Regions from separate parts of the Mus musculus genome. Here region 1 is linked to region 2. Evidence: chromatin contacts called from public promoter capture Hi-C data. All regions are on one chromosome and are shown on one strand. The core of a region is the stretch at or near the end of the contact, and the rest is flanking DNA. Distances in the headings are between cores, read along the strand shown.

Region 1 (4,713 bases), core at 813-3,312, 430 kb before region 2:
ACCTTAACTTTACTATAATAAAATATTACTGAAAAGGTACTACTGAGCAGATATTCATTGCAGTAAATATTTACTCAAAACCAGGCAAAATTTTGCCCTGCAATAGAATACAATTTAAATTACAAAAACCACAGCCAAGAAAAAGGAAAATCATATGTTATGTATGAACCTCATAGCCCACCTTTCTTCTTGACTGGCATTCTTGGGTCTCTCCACTGACTCTGGACTCAAGATCTCTGAGTTTCAGTCTCTGCTTGATCCAGCTGAATGGAGATGGAACCAGGTTAACTGTTGCAAATCTCTTCACCGTTCAGCCTTGATATCCAGGCTGAGTCTTCTATTTCAAATAAAGAAAAAAATGATGCCTTTCTCCACAACCAAACATTACACTGCCCAAGGTCTTCAAAGAAAAAAATAGCAAGTTTTTCAATTTTTGTAAAATATATATTCTTGTTTTAAAAGCTGAGAAAGTTATCTTATGCATAGAAAATGTTACTAAAACTCCTCTTCAGGCAGCAACACTTTTAGATGTTCAATAACTAACTCAATTAAGGCACAAACCAATTTTAGGACGGTTGACTTATTAATTTATACATGTTCGACATGGTTCGTAATAAAGAGCATCAATTTTTAGGAAAAAGTTTAAACTTCCCCTTCAAAAACACTTTTAAAAACGTCTTACTCTAGTCTTTTCAGGGGTGTGTGAGTTTGGACAGTTTTCTGGGGGCAAAAGAGAGATTCAAAGGCCCCCTTCTATTTACTGGTTCTGTTTCTCGCCCCTCAGTAAAACACTATCCAGCTTGTCACTTTCCTATTTTTCTTCTGTGGTCTCCAAGCCCCCAAGGCTTGATCCTTAATGCCCCTCAGATCCTGATCCTCCTGTGTATTAACTGAGAGGATTGAAAAGAAGGAAGGCAATCCCTTGGCATGGAGACATTAAAGTGACAGTGCTATTCAATGGGCACTTGATGCAGGATGATTTGGCGAAGCAGACTTCTTCACACTGGAGTCATTCACATCATGCCATCTCTTCGCAAACAAGCAGCTTCCTATCCGGCGAAGAAAAACACTGAGGCTGCTGGAAAGGAGAAACCAAACCTTCCCCAAAAGGTGTTTTCAGAGACGCTGTAGTAGTATTAGGCATGCAATCACACACTATGCAAATAGTCCGCGATTTCCTAAATGAGAGTGCAGCTGTTTGGCTTCCACATCCACCCTTTCTCAGTCTCTCTCCAATCTACCCACCTTCCTTTTGCAGAAAAGACATTTCTCTGCCACCGCTGGCCACCCCTGCCCACACCCCGATCTTATACAGAAGAGCACCGAAATGTCCTGCACCCTCCAAGCGATGAAGTGTTTCCTCGGGCAAGAGAAACAGCAGCACTAGAAATTATATAACTCTCGAATTTGGCTTGCCTAAGACATGGAGACTGGAGGGTCGGGGGTTGCGGGTCTGGCAGACGCTGCTGGGCATTTCACGTGCACGGAAGCGCGCCTGGCCTCCTCGCAGCACCATCCACCCCTAAAACACTGGCCGACCAGGGCTCTTCGGGGGAGCAGGGAAAAGGGATATTTCTAACTGAACCCTTTCCAAGCGGGGCTTGAGGGTGGACTATGGGGACTGAAGACTGTAGAGAGCAGGCTAGCCCGTGCTGCTGTGGCCGCGCCGGGGAGACGGGCTGGAGGCTCTGAGGAGGAACCTTAGAAACCACAGCCTTAACACACCGACCGGGCCGAAGGAACTACCAGGGCTCGGTTACCCCAGCCGCCCTGAGAAGAAGGCGCGCAGCAACAGGCCTGCGCCCGAACCGCCCCTGGTTCCCTTCAGGTTGGCCAGGCTGACAATTTGGCAGAGGACAAGGCAAGGCTGGCTAGGGGCGGGCCCCTGACCCTGAGCCTTCCTCGGAGCCAATGAGAGATCGCACTTCTGCGACGCCACGCCCAACCTCCGCCCGGCTGGAGGGCGCGGCTTTTGACTGGGTGGGGGAGTACCGGACTAAAGGTACGAGCTGTCAGACAGCTGCAAGTCCCGCCCCAGGCGCTCCGGCCACGCCCTCCTGTCAGTCACGTGAGGCGCTAAGATGGCGGCGTCCCAGCGACCAAGTTGGTCCGAGTCGAAGGTTGCTGGTGTTGTGCAGGAGGGAAATAGGGAAGCACCCCAGGTAGGCGGAAATCTAGGGTGGTGTGGGTCGCCTCCTCGGAGATGATGCACGTGAAGGATTTGAGCAAATAGAACCGAACCCGACTTTATGTAGAGTGTAATCAAATCTCTAGTTCCGAACAGCGTAGACCTGAAGTCTACGCCGATTAAATGCAGCTTGTTTCTCTTTCTCGAGGACCTTTCTTCAATTACAAATACTTTATCGCCTTACCCCACCCGGCCCGACCTCCAGTTCTCTCATTCTGTTTAAGTCTCCTGCATTTTATTGATTTGATGTGTTCTGACTTAACGCAAGGTTATGATGGCTTCTTGAATGCATTCACTTTTTTGATTACCCGAGAACCTAATATCCACCACGGCTGGACAAATCATGTTGAATAAAATTCTGAAGGTCAAATAATACACTTAAAGATACAACACACACACACTTTGCAGGCCATACGCCCACACAAATGCACTTAACGTGTATAAGGATGGTGATCTAATCAGTTGAGTGACTTTGAACTTCCTTAACTCTCAGATTAAACGTTGGTTGTGGCAAAAATCTTCATTTTCAGTTCTTGCTGAAAGACTTCCTTGGAATCTGATGATGGAGCACTTGTCAGGCCTGAAGCCCAGGCGTCTATACCAACAGCACAAAAATAAGTTAAAACAAAACAAAACAAAAAACTCTGGGCAAGTTAATAATCTATATCTCCTTAATTAAGGAGAGTGTAGTGAAACCCTTGCAAATGCCAGATGCCAAAAATATTTGCTGTTGCTTTTGATTATTTCAATATTGACTGTCCTGCAGCCATAATTGTGGGTACCCTTTTCCCCAAAGCTGTCTTAAAGGCCTGGAAATTTTCTGTGGGTGGTGAAGAGGGCTGTTCAGGGAATTGGATGAGAACAGAACAAAAATTTCTCTACGTTTTTTTGATTAGCCATGATGCTATTAATATCTGCCTTCATCGTACACTAGATGGATTGGTTAGAGAATCCTCCTTAGAAAATACTATTTCTTCTTCCATTTTTCCATTTGGATAGCAGAAGGAGGGGGGAGCAAAAGATGTAAGTCTAGTCCCCCCCAAAAAAATATAATTTGTAAAGTATTTTATGCCTGCTCTGCCCACCCCCCTTCTCAGCTATCTTAAAGAACTGACTTAAATGCTGTGTTGTATTAAGGCAGAAATACTGGTCTTTTGATCAATTGTATACCACCTTAAGAAGATCAAGGAACCCATTCTTTGTGTGTGTTGATTTCCTGGAGTCAGGCTCCATTTTTTTTTTCATTAATTTTAGGCTTATTATATGCTCATCACTTATAAATGTTAGCATGTCATCTGTAATGAACCTTTGACTTTATAACTTCTCATGGATTAATCTAGAAAATGTAGAGCAAAAAATAAAAAGCACTGAACTTTGAATCAGTAGACATCTCACTGATGAAATAAGTAAATATTTAAAACCAGAATTTTGGATTTGTAGGAAGTGTCCATATATCTTTGTTTGAATGAAATGGAATACTCGTAAGATACATAAAATGTCATAGTACCAAAGGATTTAACAAGTGTTTCCAGAGACCCAAAAGTCTTATGTATAGCCAGAAACTCAAAAAGGAATCTGGAATGGATTTTCTAATCTCTTGGTGAAACTCTTATGGTTCTTAATGTGGGCAACTATTGGCTTATCACATGGGACACAGAGACCTTACAAACCCTGAGTTCATTCCCTTTGTCCAGGCTTCACAGTATAACCCATAGCTATTTCTGACAAAGACCCTGCCTGCTTTCTACCCTAGGCCCTACTAGAAAACTGAATTGCAACATAAAGTCCAAGATAACTATGGTGCACTCCCTCTTCCCAGGCTGGAACAGTACCCAACTCTGACTTGTTGTTGTTGTTGTTGTTGTTGTTGTTTCTCCACTTTCTAAAGCACTTTCTGTTCTCTCCTACCTTCCCTTAGCCCCAAAATAATCTCCCAAACTGGCTTAGGCTTTCATGAGAGAAGACAAGTGTGGTGGTTTGAATAGGAATGGAACCCATAGACTTGCATGTTTGAATGCTTTGCTCATAGGGAGTAGCAATATTAGAAGGTGTGGTGTTGTTGGAGGAAGTTTGTCACTTGTGGGGGGGGGGGGGGGCTTTGAGGCTTCCTGTGCTCAAGCTAAACACACAGTCTCCTGCTGTCTTCAGATCAAGCCTGCCTACACCCCACCGTGTTTACTTACCTCCATGATGATAATGCCTCTGAAGCTGTCAGTCAGCACTAAACCTCTGAAACTGAAAGCCAGCCCCAATTAAATGTTTTTTTCTGTTAAGAGTTGCCTAGGTCGTGGTTTTGCTACACAGGAATAAAACCCTAAGACAAAGATAGATCTTTGTCAACATGCAGGTATTATTTCTGCTGTTACTTCAAGAGGATTAAAAAAGCTGGGCCTTCTACTCTTGGAATGAACAGAGGAAGCTATGCTGAACGAAAACAAAATCACTATCTCAGTAGCAAGACAAGCTTTCTGAAACTCAGTTTTCTAATCTATTGTCTTAATCATTGTTCTAATGCTGTGAAAAGA
Region 2 (4,824 bases), core at 1,419-3,918:
AGTGAGTTCTGGACTCAAGCATGCCACCAACTGTACACTAATACCTGATTTGTCATTTAGTTATAATAGGATATTTTAATCTATGTAATCACTATTTTATAGCTCAAGTCACCTTGTGGATAACCAAAAAGGAGGAAAGAATATGGAGCTAAGTTTTTCAAAACTTGCCAAATTTTGTGGGCTATGTTCTAAACCCAAAAGGAAATATAAAAATGACAAGGTACAAATCCTCCTGACTCAAGAACTGGAGGGAATCTCGGGAGATGGGTTAGTGGGTTACTGCACATGCATGAAGACCCAGGTTTGTATTCTACACATTGATGGAAAAGGCTGAACATGGAGGCAGGGGAGGAGGATCAGTAGGAGCACTTGCTCTTCCAGAGGACCACAGTTCAGTTACCAGCACCCATATCAAGCAGCTTACAACGGCCTGTAACTCAAGCTCCAGTGAGTCCAACGCCCTATGCAGGCCTCAGTGGACACATGCGAGTGCATGCATGCACACACATAGAGAGACAGGGACAGAGAGACAAAGAGAGATACAGAGAGATACAGAGACACAGAGACACAGAGACGCTTAAAATGAAATAAATATTTAAATAATTTTTAGAAAGAAAGAGAAGGAAAAATATGGAACCATCCCAGAGCCAGCTGTGTTAGAGGACACTGAAGCAAACAGTGGGGAAGAAGATGGGAGCTCATGTCAGGGCCAGGCTGGAAGTGTCACTCATGACAAGGGTCTTTTCTAATCCAGTCTCAGTACATTGCCAAACTGATGAACGTAGGGCCAAAAACCATGCCTCGAAAAAAAAAAAATTGACAAGATAATTAAACAAATGAGATGGTTCAGAGTAAAGAGATGAATTTGGTCTAAAAAGTACAAGGGGCCAACGTGTCTCAAATCCTCATCCCAGCTTTCTGTTTGTCAACTGTCTCTTCCCAGATATGCTTCACTGGACAGTCCACTGGATGAGCGCTCACACATCAGAGTCTCAGATGGAAGCCAGATGTGAGGCAAGAGTCCTTAAGAATCATGGGAGCTTTTAAGGCATCTTCAGAAATAGCAGGGGTGTAACTTACTGCCATAATAATACAATATGTAATTATATATTGTCTCTGTGCTTATTTTAGAACTGATGGGGCCTTTAGAAACCATATGATCTATGCCTATTTATTTTGCAGATGAAACTAAAATGGTTAAGTGGATTGACTTAAAGTGACTCGGGAAATCAACAGTAAAATAATGTTTTTAAGACAAAATGCTGTTTGGGATAGACATGTGTGAAATCTCCCACATGATAATCTTTCTGTGTGTCCTGAAATATGATCTTTGCTGCACTATGCTGGGAAAAAATGTCTTGTTTAGTCAAATTTTCAGTGTTTATTCGAGACTTTTAGTTGCTCTTAGCAGAATGTGTTCCTCCCAGGACAGTGACCATGGAATCCATGTTTTATCGCAAGTGAAGCCAGCTCGATTACTCTGGGATCGTAGGCAGGAGTCCAACATCCTAAGAAGTTGTCCTTGGTCTGTCCAAAGGCCCAGCCTACTGCTGTCCTCAACTCCACTTCTCCTTCTGCTTACAGATCCTGAGGACTCGCTGCGTCTGTAACCTTGAGTAAACTACCAAAGGTTCAAAGGCTGTGGCAATTAAGAAATTGCCTGGTCTGTCAGGATGGCTCAGCAGGAAAAATTGCTTATCTCTGAGAATTGTGCCTCGAGTTCTGCTCCAGAGCTCAAAACGAAGGAGAAATCAGTTTCCAGAAGTTGTTCCTGACCGCCACATAAATGTGCCTCACTCTCACACATCATATATGCACACACAATATAATAAAGCAATTTGTTTAAACAATACATTTTTGACATGACCACCGCCCTGTGTTGCCAGGACTACTCTGAAAACTTGCACATCTTCAGGTATCCAATCCAACAGCTTTCAGTCTACCCTTCTCTCTGCTACCAGAAAGAGCTCTTTAAAGTGGACCATGTCAGACCTCTTGTCTGAAACCTGGGATGGCTTAGCATTGCCTACAAAACAGAACCCACATCCCAGCATAATGTCCATACCCTCTACCATCTGGTACCTCCCTTATGGGACATGATAACTAATGCATGGATGACACTGTGTGTGCAGAAAGCCTTTTACCGGCATCTCCACACTGGTATTCAATAATGAAATTTGGTAAGTGCCCACATGTGCGGGATGTTTCCTGTTGTTTGAGTTCTTTGTTTTATTCTGTTCTGTTTCTTAAGATAGGGTCCCTTGTAGCAGAGGCTGGCCTTGAACTTAATATGTGGGCAAGGTTGGCTTGATTTCCTGATCTTCCTGACTCCACCTGCCAAGTGTTGAGATCCTAAGAGGTCACTTCCATGCCTGGCCTCAGTGTGCTGGGTCTGAATAATGAATATTTTATCATAAGATAGTATAAACAAATGAGGACCTAGAATTTAGAGTTCCACCTTTGGGGGCAGTTGCTGGCCTTTCCGCTGAGCTGCCTCCATTTCTCCATCTGTGTACTAAAGGGTAGTGCTAAGTGATTCCCTAAGGTCTTATGGTCCCTGCTGCTAGAATCTCGTAAAGATCTAACCGGGACTGTTAACCCACAGCTAGTTGCCAGCTCAGCAGCTTGCCGTCATCTTACGGTGTCTGTCTCATCCCTTCCTCACTGGCTCTTAGGCAATGCTGACTCATGGTACCAAACTGAAATGTATACTGTGCCGAACAGACCCAGGAGCTGTCTGCACCTTCAGCTGGGCCTCTGTGGTCACACCAAGGAAAAAGAAAAGGCCAGAGGAAATGGTTAAGTCGGTAAAATGCTTGCCTCAGTTTGCACCTAGGACCCATTTAAAATGACAGGCATGGCTGCCTGCGATTGTGATCAGTACTGGGGACAGGGAGAGAGGTGGATTGCTTGGGCTCACTGGCCAGTCAGGCCCAAATAGTAACTTTCAGGCCAGTGAGAGACCATGTCTCTTGCAAAACAGAGCACAAACAAGAAAAATAAAATGGTGCCGGAGGATCAATACCAGAGACTGACATCTGGCCTCTACATATGTGCACACACACACACACACATACACACACACACACGAGAGAGAGAGAGAGAGAGAGAGAGAGAGAGAGAGAGAGAGACAGAGACAGAGACAGAGACAGAGACAGAGAGAACACCACGGGACTAGAAAGACAGCTCAGCGGGTATATAAATGAGCTTGCTGCCAAGTTTGCTGGCCTGAATTGGATCCCTGAGCCCCACATGCTGGAAGGAAAGAGCTGACTTCTATTAAGTTGTCCTCTGACCTCCACATTAACATAAGCACAGAGGCATGCATATGTGCGCATGCATGGACTGGAAAAGAAAGACTGAAAGGAGGGAAAGAAAAAAAAAGAATGTTCACTCCACTCCAGGAAGAGCTAATGCTGACTCGGCGTGCTGTAGGTCTGGTCTTGAAGCAGGAAGTTGTGTAGACCCACAGGGCTCTGCAGGCTTATGTAAGAATGAGAGCAAAAGGTCAAATAAGCAAGAAAAAATGTTCCAAGAGGGATTTTTTACAAGGCAGGAAGGCTTTGGGGGGGTTCCCATTTGGGGGAAGCTTTTGTGTATTAGTCGCCTCATCCTGGGGGTAACTCTACAGTCTGGCTTTGCTATCTCATTCACAGCTGGGCAATTCAAGGCTCTGATAATCGTAACTAGGAAATAACCATGGGGTTCAAGCATATCCCTCCAAGGTCCTGAGTTCTTAGTTTTGCACAACCTGAGAAGCATCTGAAAAGAATTTAGGAAGGGCTTAGGAGTAAGACTGGATGCTCAGGAACTAGTCCCTGAGCAGTGAGGAATCAGGCACTTTACTAATGAGATATAACACTGCACTCTAAAACCCCGACATCAGCCAGGGGAAAAGGCAGAGTTACAGTCACCATACTAAATAGCTTTAGGTCATAAAAGAATCCTCATTCCTTTGGAAAGACAAAATGACATTTGCTAATTCCTTGACTGAATGTGGCTAATAAGCTGGATACGGCAGCATCTTGTCCATTGATGTCTGGGCGGGCTAATCTCTTGCAGGAGTCTGTAGCCGCTGTCTGCCGAGTGACATGCTGCTGTCTAAGCTCCTGGCTGCACAGTTAGCTTGACATTTTGCTGAGTCCGACTCACCCTCTCCCAGCCTCAATTGTTCCGAGCCAATGTAGACTTTCCGTACAGTTGGCCTACTTAGAGACAAAGAATGTTAGTGTTGGAAGGGAGCTACTTTAGAAGTCACCTACTACAACCTCTCAATGCTACAAATAAGGAAAATGAGCCCGAGATTAGGCTTATCTGTGTCTTGTTTGACTTGGGATGGGTTTAGGGATGAAACCTGGTGGAACCTCAGCACTAGAGCCTCTAGGGAAGAGGGGGAGAGGTGAGGCAGGGCAAATGTGGAGCTAATGAGGCTACCTCTGCTGCAGCGTTGCCAGGGCTGGAGTGGAACTCTGGGTGTTCCCTGGGAGAATGGATTGTGTCAGCAAAGCAGCATCAGGATCCAAGCCAGGCAGCCTGAAGTTCAAGGCAGGGCTTCTGTCCAGGCAGGGAAGTGTGAGAGAAGAGTAGAATTAGGCAGAAGGTCAGTTATGAAAACGAGACGGGTGAGAGGGTACAGAGTGAAAAAAGTGATTCAGACCATCAGGGTATACAAAGTTCACCAGAGCTGTGATGAACTCCACCTCCCAACTTTTAGGAAGAGGGTTGGCTTGAGACAGGGTCTCACAGTGTAACCTGTGCACTATGTAGACCAGGCTGGCTTTGAACTCACAAAGCTCCACTTGCCTTTGCCTTCTGAGTGCTGGG

What was found. Promoter capture Hi-C pulls out the DNA fragments that hold promoters and counts their contacts.
Region 1: a contact with region 2 is called in a promoter capture Hi-C map of the HPC-7 cell line, with 2.2 times the contacts expected there. The contact joins the promoter of Tmem126b here to the enhancer-like site in region 2. A contact is called at or near these places in 5 of 39 promoter capture datasets (the HPC-7 cell line, embryonic stem cells, hippocampal neurons and 2 more), 2 of 484 Hi-C or Micro-C datasets (cerebellum and uterus), 2 of 115 datasets of contacts at active chromatin or transcription factors (the 230-238 cell line and bone marrow-derived macrophages) and 1 of 9 other capture datasets (liver).

The regions. Positions count from the first base shown.
Region 1 is chr7:90,473,344-90,478,056 of GRCm38.p6, reverse strand. It overlaps Tmem126b (transmembrane protein 126B), which reads left to right and starts at 2,062. Exons shown (of 5, transcript NM_026734.2): 1 at 2,062-2,162. The coding sequence starts at 2,082. It also overlaps a transcript of Dlg2 not described here.
Region 2 is chr7:90,040,460-90,045,283 of GRCm38.p6, reverse strand. It overlaps E230029C05Rik (RIKEN cDNA E230029C05 gene), which reads right to left. Exons shown (of 6, transcript NR_110365.1): 4 at 4,435-4,554; 5 at 4,153-4,205. Among named protein-coding and RNA genes, the nearest start is that of E230029C05Rik, 14 kb to the right of the region's middle. Within about 2 kb of position 2,668, at least 151 of the 459 cell types and tissues checked have an H3K27ac peak or open chromatin away from gene starts, as enhancers often do. A contact at or near this core is called in the HPC-7 cell line, bone marrow-derived macrophages, liver and 1 more, where this site is marked.